Regions from separate parts of the Triticum aestivum genome. Here region 2 is linked to region 1. A link is a contact called in public Hi-C data. All regions are on one chromosome and are shown on one strand. Each heading gives the region's core, a stretch centred on a gene start, on an enhancer-like site or on the middle of the called end of the contact. The rest is flanking DNA. Distances are from core to core; before and after follow the strand shown. Region 1 has its middle 8.9 kb from the start of LOC543053. Region 2 holds the start of LOC123043408 (receptor kinase-like protein Xa21).

Region 1 (4,125 bases), core at 1,297-3,796:
GCGTCGACGCCGCGATCTGCACTGCACAACACTGGGACCTCGAGCTTGGTGGAGACGATGCAGAGGGTCTCAGTAGGCATGAGACCATGAACTCCATGGTCGTAGCCATTGCCACGCTCCTCGACAGCCATGGCATCATCCTTCATGATCTCTTCCTCCCTAATTCTAGCAAGGCAGGATGCTCTGGTGATGCTAGATGGCGATTGCGAGTGCACAGCTACTTGAATATCCTTGTGCAAGCCATCGATGTACGGGTGGACAAAGCTCTTGATGCTTAGACTGGAGTCAAGATGCAGCACATGGTGTAGACGCTCCTAGAACAACATCGTGTACTCAGCCACGGTTCCCACCTGCGTCAGCTCGAGCAGCAAGTGCATGCGCAGGTGGAACTCACTCTCAGGCATTTCGTCGAACAGGTGATAGGCAGGAAGTGGGTTGGTGATTTTTTGTTGGCTCTGATTACCAAATTGTCACGACCCAAGCACATACATGGGGTGAGCAATCAGATAAGTACCGATTTTGGATACAAGAGAAGAGATTTGAGGTGAGAATCAGCAACAAGGCTGCTGGAGCACATGATCGGTGTTGGAGCAGCAAGGCTGCTGGCGTCGACGCCGCGATCTGCACTGCACAACACTGGGACCTCGAGCTTGGTGGAGACGATGCAGAGGGTCTCAGTAGGCATGAGACCATGAACTCCATGGTCGTAGCCATTGCCACGCTCCTCGACAGCCATGGCATCATCCTTCATGATCTCTTCCTCCCTAATTCTAGCAAGGCAGGATGCTCTGGTGATGCTAGATGGCGATTGCGAGTGCACAGCTACTTGAATATCCTTGTGCAAGCCATCGATGTACGGGTGGACAAAGCTCTTGATGCTTAGACTGGAGTCAAGATGCAGCACATGGTGTAGACGCTCCTAGAACAACATCGTGTACTCAGCCACGGTTCCCACTTGCGTCAGCTCGAGCAGCAAGTGCATGCGCAGGTGGAACTCACTCTCAGGCATTTCGTCGAACAGGTGATAGGCAGGAAGTGGGTTGGTGATTTTTTGTTGGCTCTGATTACCAAATTGTCACGACCCAAGCACATACATGGGGTGAGCAATCAGATAAGTACCGATTTTGGATACAAGAGAAGAGATTTGAGGTGAGAATCAGCAACAAGAGGGAGATACAGATAGCAGGGAGGTGAGGAACAGGAGCAAAAGGATGAGAGGCTTCAGATGGGCATTTGGCGCCCGTTTCTTCGGTTGCCGCAAACGGGCGCATACCCCGCCCCGCGCTGGGCCGGCCCGTTTCATTCTTTTTCTTTCTCTTAAAAAAGAGCAGCAAAAATCATATTGGGAATGTGAGGTCTCGAACTCGCGACCTCGCCGTTGAAACAGTAGCACACTAACCAACCGACCAGCACACAGATTTTGTCCATGTATTTATTTTCATCTTTTATTTACGTAGGCCGCGAGAGCCCACCAAACCAGATTTCACTGCTCGCTGATTTCTGGGCGTTTTTTTCTTTTATTTCTGGTTTCTTTTTTCTTTTTCTTTTATCATTTTCCTTTTTATATTTTCTTCAAAATGCGAATTTTTAAAAATTCGTGAAATTTTTAAAATTGAATGAACTTTTATCAAATTGATGAACTATTTTTAAAATTCAATGAAAATTTCAAAACTCCATGAACTTTTTAAAATGTGAACAATTATTGAGAACATGAACAAAAATTTATATACGACGAGCGATTTTCAAATATACACTAAACATTTTTTCGGTGTATGATGAACAATTTTTAACTACACAGTGAACATTTTTGTGATATACATTGAAATAATTTAAAACATATTATACATTTTTTATATAAAATGAACAAATTTTATACATTGAACATTTTTGTAATATAATCTGAACAATTTTTAACTACACATTGAACAATTTTGTGATATGCGCTGAAAAATTATTTAAATACCCATTGAACATTTTTTGATGTACACTGAACTTTCCTTACTGACCTTTTTAAAATTTCATGAGCTTTCAAATCCGTGAACTTTTTCCTGAAATGAGTGAACATTTTTTAATACATGAATCATTTTTTTAAAACAAATTCGTGAAACTTCTTTTTTTGTTCGTCGGCCCTTTTTTTTGGAACAGCGCGGCTTCAGTTATGTATTAATAATTTCATGGTAAAGTCAGCATGTCGAAGGTAGTAGCTCGACTGGTTATTCTGCGCGTGCGGCATGTTGTCGGTGCGAGTTCGAATCCTCGCTGCTGCCTGCACCAACATTTTTAGTGTTTTTTACGTTGGCGCTTCGTGATACTGGGCCGGCCCACGAGGGCGGTGCAGTGGGCGCCAATTGTGTTCAGCGGCGCTGAACGTTGGCGCTTCGTGATACTGGGCCGGCCCACGAGGGCGGTGCAGTGGGCGCCAATTGTGTTCAGCGGCGCTGAAGGCGCCCTATAGGAGCTCCCCTTCAGATGTTTCCATCGTTTTCCCCGTCTCCTGTGACGCGCGCCTCTTTATATAGCATTGCTCCAGATCCTTACCACTAGGCCCAGCCCAAGTTCCACGGCCCATTTTCCAGGGCAGTCCCACGAAGAGGGCATGACCTCTGGGGCATGACACTCCCCTAGGGTTTCTCCTTCCGGTCGCGCAGCGCGCGGCTCGACGGGTTCGCTCTCGCCCACGGCCTCCTCCGCCTCGCACCTCGGAGAGTCAAACCCCAGCAGCCATTTCCTTGGCAGGTCAGCCCTCGCTTCGGCGGCGTGGAAGACGAGTGAGCCATCAGCCAATACGCGGTAAGTCCTGCTCCTGCAGCTAGATTCCCAATTTACCTACAAATTTTCCATTGTTCCAAGCTGCGTTATCCCGTTCAGATTCAGTTATGCTCTCTGAATCACTGTTGCAATTCTGAATCAGTGTGCTCTCTGAAGAAATGTCTAATCACTTTTCAGTGGTTCAGGTTTGTTTATGTGTTCATAACTGAATCATACAGGTCTCACGTCTTCAGCATCAGTCAATCGATTGGTCTGCCTTCGTGTCTCCTATTGATTTGATCATCCTGTTTGTTTGATGTATGATCCGCAGCCGTTTCCTTGGCAGGCTAGCCCCCGCTTCGGCGGCGTGGAAGACGAGTGAGCCAATACAAGTGCCCTGTATGCGGTAAGTCCTAAAGCTAGATTCCCAATTTTTCGTGCTAAATTGGATGAAGTGCAGTTACCTACAAATTTCCCATTGTTTCAAGCTGTGTTACCCCATTCAGATTCAGTTATGAAGCATGTTGGTTCATCACGAAATTGTAATTCAGAATCAGTTTGCTCTGTGAAGAAATGTCTAATCACTTTGAGTGGTTCAGGTCTGTTTATGTGTTCTGGGTCGATGCCACCAAGTCCGACGATTCCAGCATCAGTCAATGGCTTGGTTCACCTTCGTGTCTCTGTTTGAGCTCCGCAGGTTACAATCACGGTATGAGCCAGGACTAGTCTTACAACATCCTTGTGTCGCTGTCAAAATAATTGTCACTTTTCCTCTTCCAATTTTTATATATTTTTCTTACTGCAATTTAACTGGTCACAGTCCATAACTCAGCCAGCCTGCACACGTTTTCCTGCAAAAGTCTTTGTTCCATTCTTCTGCTTTTCTTTACCCTTGCACCACGTTTCTTGCAAAAGTCTGAGTGAGACAACCGCCAATCCTGTACCAAGTCAAGTCAACTTACTCAAACATAACTTCTGGTACACAGATCATTTAAAAGAGCTAATCTTACACACATGGTCGTCCAGGCTCCAACCGAAGCAGCAAGCACTCCCAAGTTCTTGTAGTCCTCCACTTCCTATAAACTCTAGATATCATGTTCTCAATCTTATCTCCACTCTGTATTTTGCTAATCCTTCCCCTCTTCATCACCACACCAATAGCAGCAGCACAAGCAAACATAACTGAGATCGACCGCCAGGCCCTCCTTTGCTTCAAGTCCGGCATCAACTCTTATGCCCATGGCACACTAGACTCGTGAGCAATGGCTCACTAAACTTTTGCAGCTGGACAGGGGTCAACTGCAGCACAACGTTTCCACCCCAGGTGGTCTCTCTTAACCTCACCTCTGTACAACTCAGTGGGCAATTATCTGGATG
Region 2 (4,314 bases), core at 509-3,008, 140 kb before region 1:
CCGCTGGACGACATTAAGATAAGAAGATTGGTGAAGAGAAATAGGATGCCATTTGGAGAAAGAGAGCAGAGAGTTGTTGCAGGTGCCATGTCTAATGCAGTGCATCTTGTCCAAATTCCCTGAGTTATATGTGTCTCCCAAAGTAGGCTTGGACACTTGACTAGTTGGCTTGGTGCTGTCTTTTTCTCTGGGATCCTTGACTTGGTGTTGACTTGACTGTAATCTCTGTCACAGACCAAGACTCCTCGGTGGCAGAACAATAAGTGGCTGAGAAATGACACGGTAACTTTGACAAAGACAGGGAAAGAAAAAGGTGTGCAAAGACTGGTCCATCAAGTTGATTTATCAGCACTTGCTATTTGCTATAGGTTATGCTGCTACGCAAAACCGAGAGCAGTTTTCGGTTCAGTTGAAAGTCTGCTACACGTTTACTGTAGACTGGTCAAGAGCGACCCGGCCACACAACTCTACTGAACTCTTTCGGTTATATAGAGGTCCACAGAAGAGGGATTCAGTCTATCTCCCATCAATCTCTTAACCGAAGCCGAGAAAGCTTGTTCAACCTAGAAAGATTACATATTAGCTTGGTGCTGTCTTTTTCGGGGCCATTACTTGACTTGGTGTTGACTTGACTGTAATCTGCGTCACAGACCATTCTTCAGTGGTAGAACAATACGTGGATGAGAAATGACAGGGTGAATTTGACAAGGACAGGGGAAGAGGAAGGCGTGCAAAGACTGGTCCATGAAGTTGATCCATCAGCACTTGATATTTTGCTAGGCTGTCGCTGTGCTACTGCCAACCCAAGACCAGTTTTCGGTTCAGTTTTCTGCAGATCGGTCAAGAGTGACCCGGCCAAACGACTCTGCTGAACTCTTTCAGTTATATAGACAGAGGTCTACAGAAGTGGGATTCAGACATGCATTCTGTATTCCTTCTCTTGACCAAACAAACGTAAACACTTAGCAAGAAGTACTAGACATTGTTAAGCAACTAGACATCCTTTTTTTTTTTTACCAAGAACAAGGGCAGGGCATTAAAACAAACACGTGATGTGCAGCGACAACACCAGAGGGAGTAAACATCCTCTGGTGAGAACAAACACGTGATCTTTTGGCCTAGGGAAACAAACTGGTCGTGGGAATGACACAAGGGGCCAATGTTAACAGGAAGTATAGGACGTCGTTAAGCAACCATCCTTGGTTTTGACCAAGAACATGGGCAGGGCATGAGAACAAACACGTGATGTGCAACAACAGCTCCCTCCACGTTAGCTCGATGCAAGACGAGAGGAGCAAACAAACGGTGAATGTTTGGTTGAGACCATGGTGGACTGGACTCTGTATAGCTGCAAAACAAGTTAGAGGAGGCCAGGGAGTAAAAGTAGACCTCGATTCAGGGCAGCCATGTTCAGGCGTCAGCTCCTCTTCTCCGCCGCCCCAGACATGCACCTCCTCCGGCCCGGCCTTGACGACCAACGAGAGGAAGGAAAATAGAAAAGTGACGAAGGTTTAAGCAGGCCCTTTGTTGAATTCTACCAAGAACATGGGCAGGGCATTACAACAAGCAGGTGATGTGCAGCACCAGCTTCCTACTCAACAATGGGCAAAAGAGACGGTCGTCAGGTTTGCTTGAGATGTGGTGGGCAGCGGCGACTCTTTTGTAGCTGGACCAACAGAAGAATAGGAGGGGGCCGCCGCCGGCGCGGAAAGCCAGAGACGGACGGCGAGGGGAGGGACAGAGAGATGCCTGCCTGCCGCTAGTTCACCGAGTTTGCCTTCTTTTTATCACTGATGAAGAAATCCCAGCGGCCCAATGACAGGCCTACCGAGCACCCTTCTGCCGAAAAGAAAAACACACACACAAAAAACTGTTGGACATTATGAAAATTTAGAAAATTGTTTTTTACATGTAAAAAATCACAAAACAAACACTTAAACTTTCCATGAATAAATAAAAATGTCCATGCTTGAAAAATTCATAAAATTGTCATGTGGACATTATGAAAAATCTATAAATTGCCATGTTTGCAATGTTATAAATTTGACGTGTGACCAGTAGTTTTTTCTTACAAAATTGCAGTGTATATAAAACGATTTTTTTCGGGAAAACATATTGTGACGGCATGATAACAAGTGCTAGCCATGGCAAATTTGAAATTTTTTTAGGAAAACAAATTGGTAATTTTGCCGTGTCTCATCTACACTTCTTTTCCAACATTTCCCATGTCGATCAAGACTCCTTTTGGAAATTAATTTTAATTTTTCCATGCCAAACTAAATATCCCTAACTTGTCTTCCCGTGGCAATTTATGAAATGTCTGTAGGAAAACAAATTGCTAATTTTTCCATGTCTCGTCTACAAAAGTCTTCCAACATTTTCGATGGCAAAACAATATTCTTTTTGTTGCCTTGGAAGTAAAAAAAATCATTTTTGGCATGTCTAATCATGTTTGCGTACCACCCACCTTTTCGGTCGGCTGCCCCCAGGCCACCCCACCGCCCGTGGCACCATCCCTCAGCCCCGCCACAGCTTCAACACTCTTTCCCCCATCTTCTCCTCCGGCGTCAATGCTGGATTCGGCCGAATTCATTGTTGTTGATGTCGCCATCCCAAAGGCTCTATCCGTCGTCGGTGAGCCCTATGTGGTTAAAAATGGAACCACATAAGATTGGGGAAGCAGATGGAGCCCTGGGAGCGAGCCCATGCTCGTCGATGGTGCCGGAATGGTCCTTCCTCCCCGCCACCGCGGCCGAGCTCCCCGCTGCTCCAGCCGACCTGGCCTTCAGCTCCCAACCCTGACTATGCACTCTAACGAGTCATCACGCACCAACAGTGCCTCCATCCGATCCACCTGAAGGAAATATGCCCTAGAGGCAATAATAAAGTTGTTATTTTATTTTCTTATATCATGATAAATGTTTATTATTCATGCTAGAATTGTATTAACCAAAAACTTGATACATGTGTGAATACATAGACAATACATAGTGTCCCTAGTATGCCTCTACTTGACTGGCTCGTTAATCAAAGATGGTTAAGTTTCCTGACCATAGACATATGTTGTCATTTGATTAATGGGATCACATCATTAGGAGAATGATGTGATGGACAAGCCCCATCCGTTAGCTTAGCATAATGATCGTTAAGTTGTACTGCAATTGCTTTCTTCATGACTTATACGTACATATTCCTTTGACTATGAGATTATGCAACTCCCAAATACCGGAGGAACACCTTGTATGCTATCAAAAGTCCCAACGTAACTGGGTGATTATAAAGATGCTCTACAGGTGTCTCCGAAGGTGTTTTTTGGGTTGGCATAGATCGAGATTAGGATTTGTCACTCCGAGTATCGGAGAGGTATCTCTGGGCCCTCTCGGCAATACACATCACGATAAGCCTTGCAAGCAATGTGACTAATGAGTTAGTTACGAGATGATGCATTATGGAACAAGTAAAGATACTTGCCGGTAACAAGATTGAACTAGGTATGAAAATACCGACGATCGAATCTCGGGCAAGTAACATACCGATCACAAAGGGAATAACGTATGTTGTCATTGCGGGTTGACCGATAAAGATCTTCGTAGAATATGTAGGAACCAATATGAGCATCCAGGTTCCACTGTTGGTTATTGATCGGAGATGTGTCTCAGTCATGTCTACATAGTTCTCGAACCCGTAGGGTCCGCACGCTTAACGTTCAATGACGATTTGTATTATGAGTTATGTGTTTTGGTGACCGAAAATTGTTCGGAGTCCCGGATGAGATCACATACATGACGAGGAGTCTCAAAATGGTCGAGCGGTAAAGATTGATATATTGGAAGGTTATATACGGACACCAGAATGGTTCCGGAATGATTCAGGGTTTTTTCGGAGTACCGGGAGGTTACCGGAACCCCCCGGGAAAGTTAATGGGCCTCATGGGCCATAGGGGAGAGGAGGAGGCAGGCCACGGGAGGTGGCGCCTCCCCCCCAAGGGAGTCCGAATTGGACAAGGGGGAGCCCCCCCTTTCCTTCTCCCTCTCCCCCTCTTTTCCCTTTTCCCCTCTCCGTTGGAAGGAAGGGGGGAGCTGGGACTCCCCCCACTTGGCGCGCCCCTAGGGCCGCCCCCCCCCCCTCCTCCTTTATATACGGGGGCAGGTGGACCCTAAAGCACATCAATTGTTTTAGCCGTGTGTGGTGCCCCCTCCACCGTTTACTCCTCCGGTCATAGTGTCGTAGTGCTTAGGCGAAGCCCTGCGTGGATCACATCACCAACACAATCACCATGCCGTCGTGCTGACGAAACTCTCCCTCGACCCTCTG

The links. Hi-C and Micro-C count contacts between places; a contact is called where the count stands out from the background.
Region 2: a contact with region 1 is called in a Hi-C map of leaf, with 4 times the contacts expected there. The contact joins the promoter of LOC123043408 here to the enhancer-like site in region 1. A contact is called at or near these places in 3 of 5 Hi-C or Micro-C datasets (all in leaf) and 1 of 1 datasets of contacts at active chromatin or transcription factors (leaf).

Annotation. Positions count from the first base shown.
Region 1 is chr2B:50,984,077-50,988,201 of IWGSC CS RefSeq v2.1, reverse strand. It overlaps the pseudogene LOC123043407. Among protein-coding and RNA genes, the nearest start is that of LOC543053, 8.9 kb to the right of the region's middle. Within about 2 kb of position 2,546, at least 8 of the 8 cell types and tissues checked have an H3K27ac peak or open chromatin away from gene starts, as enhancers often do. A contact at or near this core is called in leaf, where this site is marked.
Region 2 is chr2B:51,127,416-51,131,729 of IWGSC CS RefSeq v2.1, reverse strand. LOC123043408 (receptor kinase-like protein Xa21) reads right to left here and starts at 1,758. Exons shown (of 2, transcript XM_044465837.1): 1 at 1-1,758.